2 separate regions of the Mus musculus genome follow, and region 2 is linked to region 1. The links are chromatin contacts, called in public promoter capture Hi-C maps. All regions are on one chromosome and are shown on one strand. The core of a region is the stretch at or near the end of the contact, and the rest is flanking DNA. Distances in the headings are between cores, read along the strand shown. Region 1 has its middle 6.6 kb from the start of Gm38927. Region 2 overlaps Itpr2 (inositol 1,4,5-triphosphate receptor 2).

Evidence for each region. Promoter capture Hi-C pulls out the DNA fragments that hold promoters and counts their contacts.
Region 2: a promoter capture Hi-C map of the HPC-7 cell line shows a contact between it and region 1. The contact joins two enhancer-like sites. A contact is called at or near these places in 8 of 39 promoter capture datasets (the C10 cell line, the HPC-7 cell line, cranial neural crest and 5 more), 1 of 15 datasets of contacts at CTCF or cohesin (the NIH/3T3 cell line), 2 of 484 Hi-C or Micro-C datasets (bone marrow-derived macrophages and nephron progenitors), 2 of 115 datasets of contacts at active chromatin or transcription factors (the 230-238 cell line and large pre-B cells) and 1 of 9 other capture datasets (adipose tissue).

Annotation. Positions count from the first base shown.
Region 1 is chr6:145,834,020-145,837,635 of GRCm38.p6, forward strand. No RefSeq gene overlaps it. Among named protein-coding and RNA genes, the nearest start is that of Gm38927, 6.6 kb to the right of the region's middle. Within about 2 kb of position 1,897, at least 34 of the 459 cell types and tissues checked have an H3K27ac peak or open chromatin away from gene starts, as enhancers often do. A contact at or near this core is called in the HPC-7 cell line, where this site is marked.
Region 2 is chr6:146,190,292-146,193,907 of GRCm38.p6, forward strand. Itpr2 (inositol 1,4,5-triphosphate receptor 2) reads right to left here. Exons shown (of 57, transcript NM_019923.4): 47 at 165-357. Among named protein-coding and RNA genes, the nearest start is that of Gm35707, 5.3 kb to the right of the region's middle. Within about 2 kb of position 1,825, at least 9 of the 459 cell types and tissues checked have an H3K27ac peak or open chromatin away from gene starts, as enhancers often do. A contact at or near this core is called in the HPC-7 cell line, where this site is marked.

The sequences.
Region 1 (3,616 bases), core at 647-3,146:
CCCTACCCACCCATTCCCATTTTTTGGCCCTGGCGTTCCCATGTACTGGGGCATATAAAGTTTGCCTGAACAATGGGCCTCTCTTTCCAGTGATGGCCGACTAGGTCATCTTTTGATACATATGCAGCTAGAGTCAAGAGCTCTGGGGTACTGGTTAGTTCATAATGTTGTTCCACCGATAGGGTTGCAGATCTCTTTAGCTCCTTGGATACTTTCTCTAGCTCCTCCATTGGGGGCCCTGTGATCCTTCCAATAGTTGACTGTGAGCATCCACTTATGTGTTTGCTAGGCCCCGGCCTAGTCTCACAAGGGACAGCTATATCACTGTCCTTGCAACAAAGGCTTGCTAGTGTATGCAATGGTGTCATCGTTTGGAGGCTAATTATGGGATGGATCCCTGGATATGGCAGTCTCTAGATGGACCATCCTTTTGTCTCAGCTCCAAACTTTGTTTCTGTAACTCCTTCCATGGGTGATTGTTTCCAATTCTAGAAGGAGCAAAGTGTCCACACTTTGGTCTTCGTTCTTCCTCAGTTTCATATGTTTTGCATATTGTACCTTATATCTCGCTATACTAGTAAAGTATCATACCAAAATATTTCTTATATAAAGAGGATACTGATTCTCACAGGTTTGAGAGAGGCAGTTGAAGGAATCCCCTCCCTGTGTAAATTCCTCATTACTGCACCCAGCCTGGAAATGGTCGGTCAGCAATAAGAAATAATTACTAAGCTGGACATCAGGCCCAAACCCTAAATCCCTGCACTCAGAAGGCAGAGACAGGAGGATCTCAGTAAGTCTGAGGTTGGTCTGGTCTACTTAGAGAGTTCCAGGCCAGTCAGGGCTACATAGTGAAACCCTGTCTCGAAACAGCAATAGCAGAAGATACTGTTTCTCTGTGAGGCAGGAATGTGTTAGTTTAAAATTTTACTCCATCAATTCAATGAATGTGCACTTGTTACTGGCTCAGACCTTCCCTCAGCACAGAGCAAGCAACAGGGGCAGATAATGGCAGTTAGCACAATTCTTTCCATACTAGAAACATGAACAGCGTTTGTAGCAACTGGTGCCCAAGGTTACAGGGCAGCCTTGACCTCCCTGCTCCCTCAGAGGACCTGCTTCATGCCCTTGATCTCCAAGGGTACAAGGGACACTAGCCAGTGCCAGCATAGTTAAGACTGGGTGACAGCCCTGAAGAACTAAGATGTCCGCAGCAGAGCTGTCACTTGGGAGCTCTCCATATAAAAAGCGAAGAAGACAGGGTGGCCTTCAGACCTTGGTGTCTGTTACTAGGGAGCCTACCAAGGTTCTTGAAGCCTTGCTGAATGACCTCATGCAGAGCAAAGCCACCTCCTGATAGACAGATAGCGACCCACTCCTGCATGAGCCTCTGACCCAGAAAAAAAAATGTGCAGGTGAGAACTGACTAGATGGAGAGATATCGAGGAAACGTGGTTTGCAACAGTCAGGTGAGGGGTGCAAGTGGTGGCTAAGGGCCAATTACCACCAGGGAGAACAGGAAGCTGGGGCTGTGGTACTTCAGGGGGTGAGCAGGGAGCATTGCCACAGAAAGGGGAAGCACTCCATTATGCTAATGAAACCTTCCTCCCCTCCCCCCTCCCCTTTACCTTGTCTCTTCCTATCACGTTCATGACCAATAAACTCGGGCAGGAAGACACTCCAGTATCAGTAGTTCTGACGTGTCAAGTAATCCCAGCAACTATTCTCAAAGGAGTTATGCATCTCTTTACAGAGCCGCATAAATACTGAGAAGCAATTTGCTTATGGTCACCCAGCTAGAGTGAGACTCAAACCAGCAGTATCTGTCTCCTGTCTCCCTGGAACCAATTACAGATAGGGGCTGACTGCTCTCAAAGCTGAGAACCCACAATGCTCCACTGTGCATCTTTGACCCCACCATCATTCTAACGCACCAGGAAGAGACAGACTGGTGAGCACAAGGCTTGCACAGCTGATCCAAGTAGCTGGCGGACACAGAATTTGCATGAGAATTTACTGGAATATCCAAACAGAGTAGAGGGATGCCCTGTGCTGAACACAAGGCTTAAGGAGGCAGAGTTCTGTGGTCCAGCCCTTAGCCTCGATGGTTTCATCTGCCTGGACATGCACAGACTATGTGAAAAGCAGCTTCCATCCATGCGGAGATGACATAATCACCTAGTCAGCAAGTCGCCTGGAGCTTCCTGCATTAGCACCTCTGTCTAGATGGTATGGAAGGATAAGTAATCAGAATTCCCTGAAGATGGGGCATTTTGGAAATAGCATATTTGAATTTAAACAGTGTCTCTAAGGTACCATGTCAACTACATGTGGAGAGCCACTGAGACTTAATAGACTAGCACTATCTGTCTAATGCACTAAGTATCCCAGGAAGAGGCCAAAAGGTAAGACCTGTTCTCCCATCTATACACTGAATGCTTGCCCTGCCTCCAAATTCATATGTGGAAATCTGACCCAACAGCCGTGTTTATTGATGGTGCCTTTGGGAAACAATTCATCCATGAAGATTGAGCCCTCACTAATGGGACAGTGCCTATGAGAAGATTCTAGAAGGCTATCCTCTTCCAGCCCAAAACATGGCCCTCAGAGGAGGCCTCATCAAACGCCAACCCTGCAGGCACCTCTTCTGGTCTCCACCTTATAGAGCTGTTGGGGAGGGGTGTCTGTTGCTTCCAGCTCTGGCCATAGACTAGGCAGACTCCAGGAAGACACACAGCCTGAACGGGGAATGACACTGTAACAGGAGCTTCTGTCTGTTGTCCCTGAGGTGGCCTGAGGATGGTGGGGTTTCAGAATCTTAGGAAACCAAGGTTGGGTAAGAAAGGAAATAATGGATTGGAAAGATAGCTCGGAAAAGTGTCTGCCATGCAGGCAAGAAGCTCTGAGTGTGGCTGTCCAGACCCCCTGGGGAAAACCTGACATGGCAGCCAGTGCTGAGGGATGGAGACCGGAGCCGCACAGATCCCTGAAGCTCAGAGGCCTGTCAGGCTAAGCAAGTCAGTGGCTTGAAGTTCAGTAAGACCCTGTCCCCACCCCAAATAAAGATGGCAAGATACCAAAGAAAGACACTCAGTGATAACCTCTGGGCTCCACATGGACACACACACACATGCATGTGTACACACACATACACACACATGTATCTGTGCATACACCACATACTGAATATAACACACACATTTACACATACACAGGGGAGGGAGCAGAAATAACCTGTAGTGGCCTCTGGTAAAGTTCACTCCTCTGGCTTGACCTTAAGGGCCCTGTGGTATTGTCACAGTATGTCTGGAGGTGGTAGGGAGAACTGTGTCTGCAGACACTCAGAGGTCATAGCTGCTGCATGAAGAGGGTTTCTGGGACCTGTCACTTCACACCTGCTCTACCATACTCCCTCCACCCCAAAGTTGCTCCATACACACAAGCTCACACACACACACACACACACACAAGGTCACACATAAACACACATATACAAGCTCATATACATATATACACACATACACACACAAGTTCATATACACACACACATACACAAGCTTATATACACACATAAACACACAAGCTCACACACACATATACACACATAAGCTCACAC
Region 2 (3,616 bases), core at 575-3,074, 360 kb after region 1:
AGCAACAGGGGCTCACTCCAGCCTACAGATGATTTCAGGGACATTAAACTGACAAGAAATCCAATTAATTATCTAGATAAATTGGGCTAAGTGACCCTGGCGCTGCCCCTCTGTCTCTGGCCATGTGACCCTGCCCCTCCCCGCCCCCCATGTCTCACACTCACTTCTGATCTTCTTTTGCCATTTCATCTCGTTGTAGAGATCTTCCGTTTGCTGGAAGAAGTCGTTCACCTTGCTTCCTTGCTCATCCCTCTCCGTTGTGTTGAACACTCGGTACTTGGATTCCCGAGTGAGGAATTCACAGATGTTGGGGACCGGGAAAACAATCTGCTCCATAGTCCGGTCATGCCGCACAATCTGGAAATGATCGGCGTTCGGTTTCAGACTTTTGCACACCTCAGTCTCAGACTCAGTTTTTAACTTCCTTTTTCTTAATTAATAAATTTTGTTCTTGGACAATTTCATGCACACATATAATATGTTTTGGTTTCTCCCCACCCCCAGTTATCCATCTCCTGCTCCAGGTGCCTTCTTCTTCCTTACAAATCTCTTTCCCATTTTCATGGAGATTTTAACTAGAGCCCTCAGTGTGACTTAGGGTTTGGAACTATCTGGAAGCACCCGGTGGCCCATGCTCCTGGCACATGTAAGAAAGCTGACTAAGCACAGAGGCAGCACACCCACCGTGTTCTTCCATTGCTCCTAGCTCAGGTTCCTGCCTGAATGTCTCCCAATGACATACTACGATATATAGAGCTGTAAGCCAAATACGTCCTTTCCTTCCCAGGGTGCTTTTGGCAAGAGTGTTTTATAATCACAGCAGAAGACATGAAGCTAGGACAATGAGCTTATGAGTGATAGTTTATGTATCCAATCATGAAAAATGAGCCAGTGGGGTGACCCTGAACTCCAACTTAAGAATCTGTGCCCAGTTCTTCCTGACAGGGGCTTCTGGGTACCAAGTGAAATCCTTAGCACTGGGTGTCTTCAGTTCTCTGTACACAGAGGTTTTTGTTTGTTTGTTTGTTTGTTTGTTTTTTATCACTGAAGTGTTCTGCCTCCAGCCTGCTGTTCTGAATGAGAAATGTTCCCCATGGGCTTATGTATTTGAACATTTGGTCTCCAGTTAGTGGCGCAGTTTGGGGGAGGTTGTGGGACCTTTAGGAAGTAGAGCCATGCTGAGGCTTTGAGGGCTTATAGCCTTACTCTCTCCCCTACCCTCCTGCATACACATAAAACATGGCCCCTGCCCCCAGGCTCCACGCCTTGCCTTCCCTGCCTCTGGACTCTCTTTCTGGAACCTTAGTCAACATAAACTCTCTCTTCTCTAACTCGGTTTTAATCCTGGAATGGGAGTAATAGCTGGGTGCTAGGAACCGAAAACAGGCATCTGTAACCACAGCCAGTGCTCTTAAACTCCTCTGCTCTGCCATCTCTTAACCTGCTCTGCCATCTCTGCAGCCCCTTTATGTGCTAATTTAAAAAAATAATTAAAATATCAATTACATAAATTACTGAGGCATATTTGATACAGTAGGCAACCACATGAAAAGAATTTTAAAAGGTTTGCTTGATCTAACAGTGTCAAGTAATTTTTTTTTTTTTTTGATTCTTAGGGCTTACTAAAGAAATAAAGCTGTGATTAGATAAGCGAAAATATTCAGTCCTTGCATAAAATGACATATTTAATTCTGGTTGTCACGTTTCACAAAGGGCAATGACAAACCAGAGAAACCAAAGGAGGAAATGCTTTACCCAAAAGGAAGCCAAATATGGTTAACGTTCCCCTAGGTGATTCAACAGATGCTTATTCAGTTATTAGCTGAGGAGCCCTGGGGAACTGAAAAGTAAAAAAACCAACGGGATCCCCAATATAGACAGGAGCAAACTGAGAAGCATGGCGGCTCTTGAAATGTTAGAGGCAAAGGCTGGGGGGTGGGGTGTCTCAGTGGTTAAAGCTCATGCCATGCAAAATAAATGGTAGGGTCAGAGTTCAGAGCCCCACAAACCCACAAGTGCTGGGTGGGTGTGCCAGCCTTCCAGTAACCCCAGTGTTGGAAGGCAAAGTCAGGGGTTCGTCAGTGCAAGCTGGTTAGCAAGACTGGCCATCTTACCAGGCTGTCGGCTCAGCTGAGAGGTCCTGCCTCAGTGAGAAAGGCAGAAGAATGAAGAGGATGGAGGATGAGTCTCAATACCAACCTTGGGCCTCTTGCTACACATGAATGTGACCACACACACACACACACACACACACACACACACACACTAAGCTACCACCCCGAGGGGAGCAAACACGGGGAATGGTGGACAATTGCAATGGTCTAGTGCGATTCACAGATACAGAGAATCTTTCCAATGACCAGTTGCTTAAAACCACACACGATTTCTTCAGAGGCAGCAAGGCGCATGAGAGAATCTGAAAATAAGATTCAGATCCTGGGGGCCTCCTTCTTGGATGGTGATTTGGCCTAAGCACCTCCCCACTTCTCAGGGCTACTAAACTGACCGCCACAAGCTACCGTTCTTGATAATACCCATTTCTGCAATTGACTCAGCCAGGCAAATCTGACACTGAGCTGCGGCACTGTTGATGTTTATACATATGAGCAGGGGTCTACTTCTGACATGAAGTGATAAAGCTTAGTAATGCTCAAAGATTTGGTAGAAATAAACAATAAGACATAGAAATTACCCATTAGAGGCAAAAGTGCCCATGACACATTCTGCCGAAAACTAAAAAACCATCTACCAGAATGAATGAAGTTATGGCCGTAAATCAGGAGTGACAGGCATTGCCACTCTGCTCACTTCTGCCTGATTAGTTCTGCCAGAAAGCATCACAATGATACCCCAGCTAGAAGTGACAGCCTGATGAGTCCCCTGGCACACCTCCTGATCTGCTATAGGACATTAGATAATGTCTCATTTATGGAGCAGGGAGAGGACAGCTGTCAGACAATAAATGTGTAAACAGCAAACTTTTGAGTGCATGATACCAATATGAAACTTTTATTAGTGCTTCTATGTTTCCTATACTTTCATAAACTTTTCTTTTGCTTTTTTCAAAGCAAGGTCTCACTATGTACCTGGCCTGTAACTTCCTAAACCAGACTGTCCTGGAACTTACAGAGATCTGCCTGACTCTGTCTCCTAAGAGCTATGCCACTTATGTGCCACTATGCCTGTCTTCAAAAACTCTGTTAGGTCACAGATTCATATCTTAAGAAGCCTCTGTAGAGGAATTTTAATCTAGAAACATAGCTGCTCTTGCAAGTGATCACATCTGAAGACTCAGACCTGTGTGATCTGGCTGGAACACAGGCACATCCTTAGCATACACTTTAAGGTAAAATTAATTTGTAGAAGGAAGCAGCTGTATTTGAAAGTGACATATAATTGAGGGGTAGACAAAGTGATGGATCAGAGACAGATTTAACAGAATGAGACAGAGATGAGATAGGCCCAACTCTCAGGAGAACAGCCCAGGAGAGAGAAGCTATTTAAGAGCAGCTCAGAGAGAGAGTCTGCCAGTACAGTGAGTGCAGTGCAGTGCAGTGAGGGCAGTGCAGTGAATGCAGTGCGGTGGAGTTGAGTTCCTCCATGAGTCCAAGCAGTT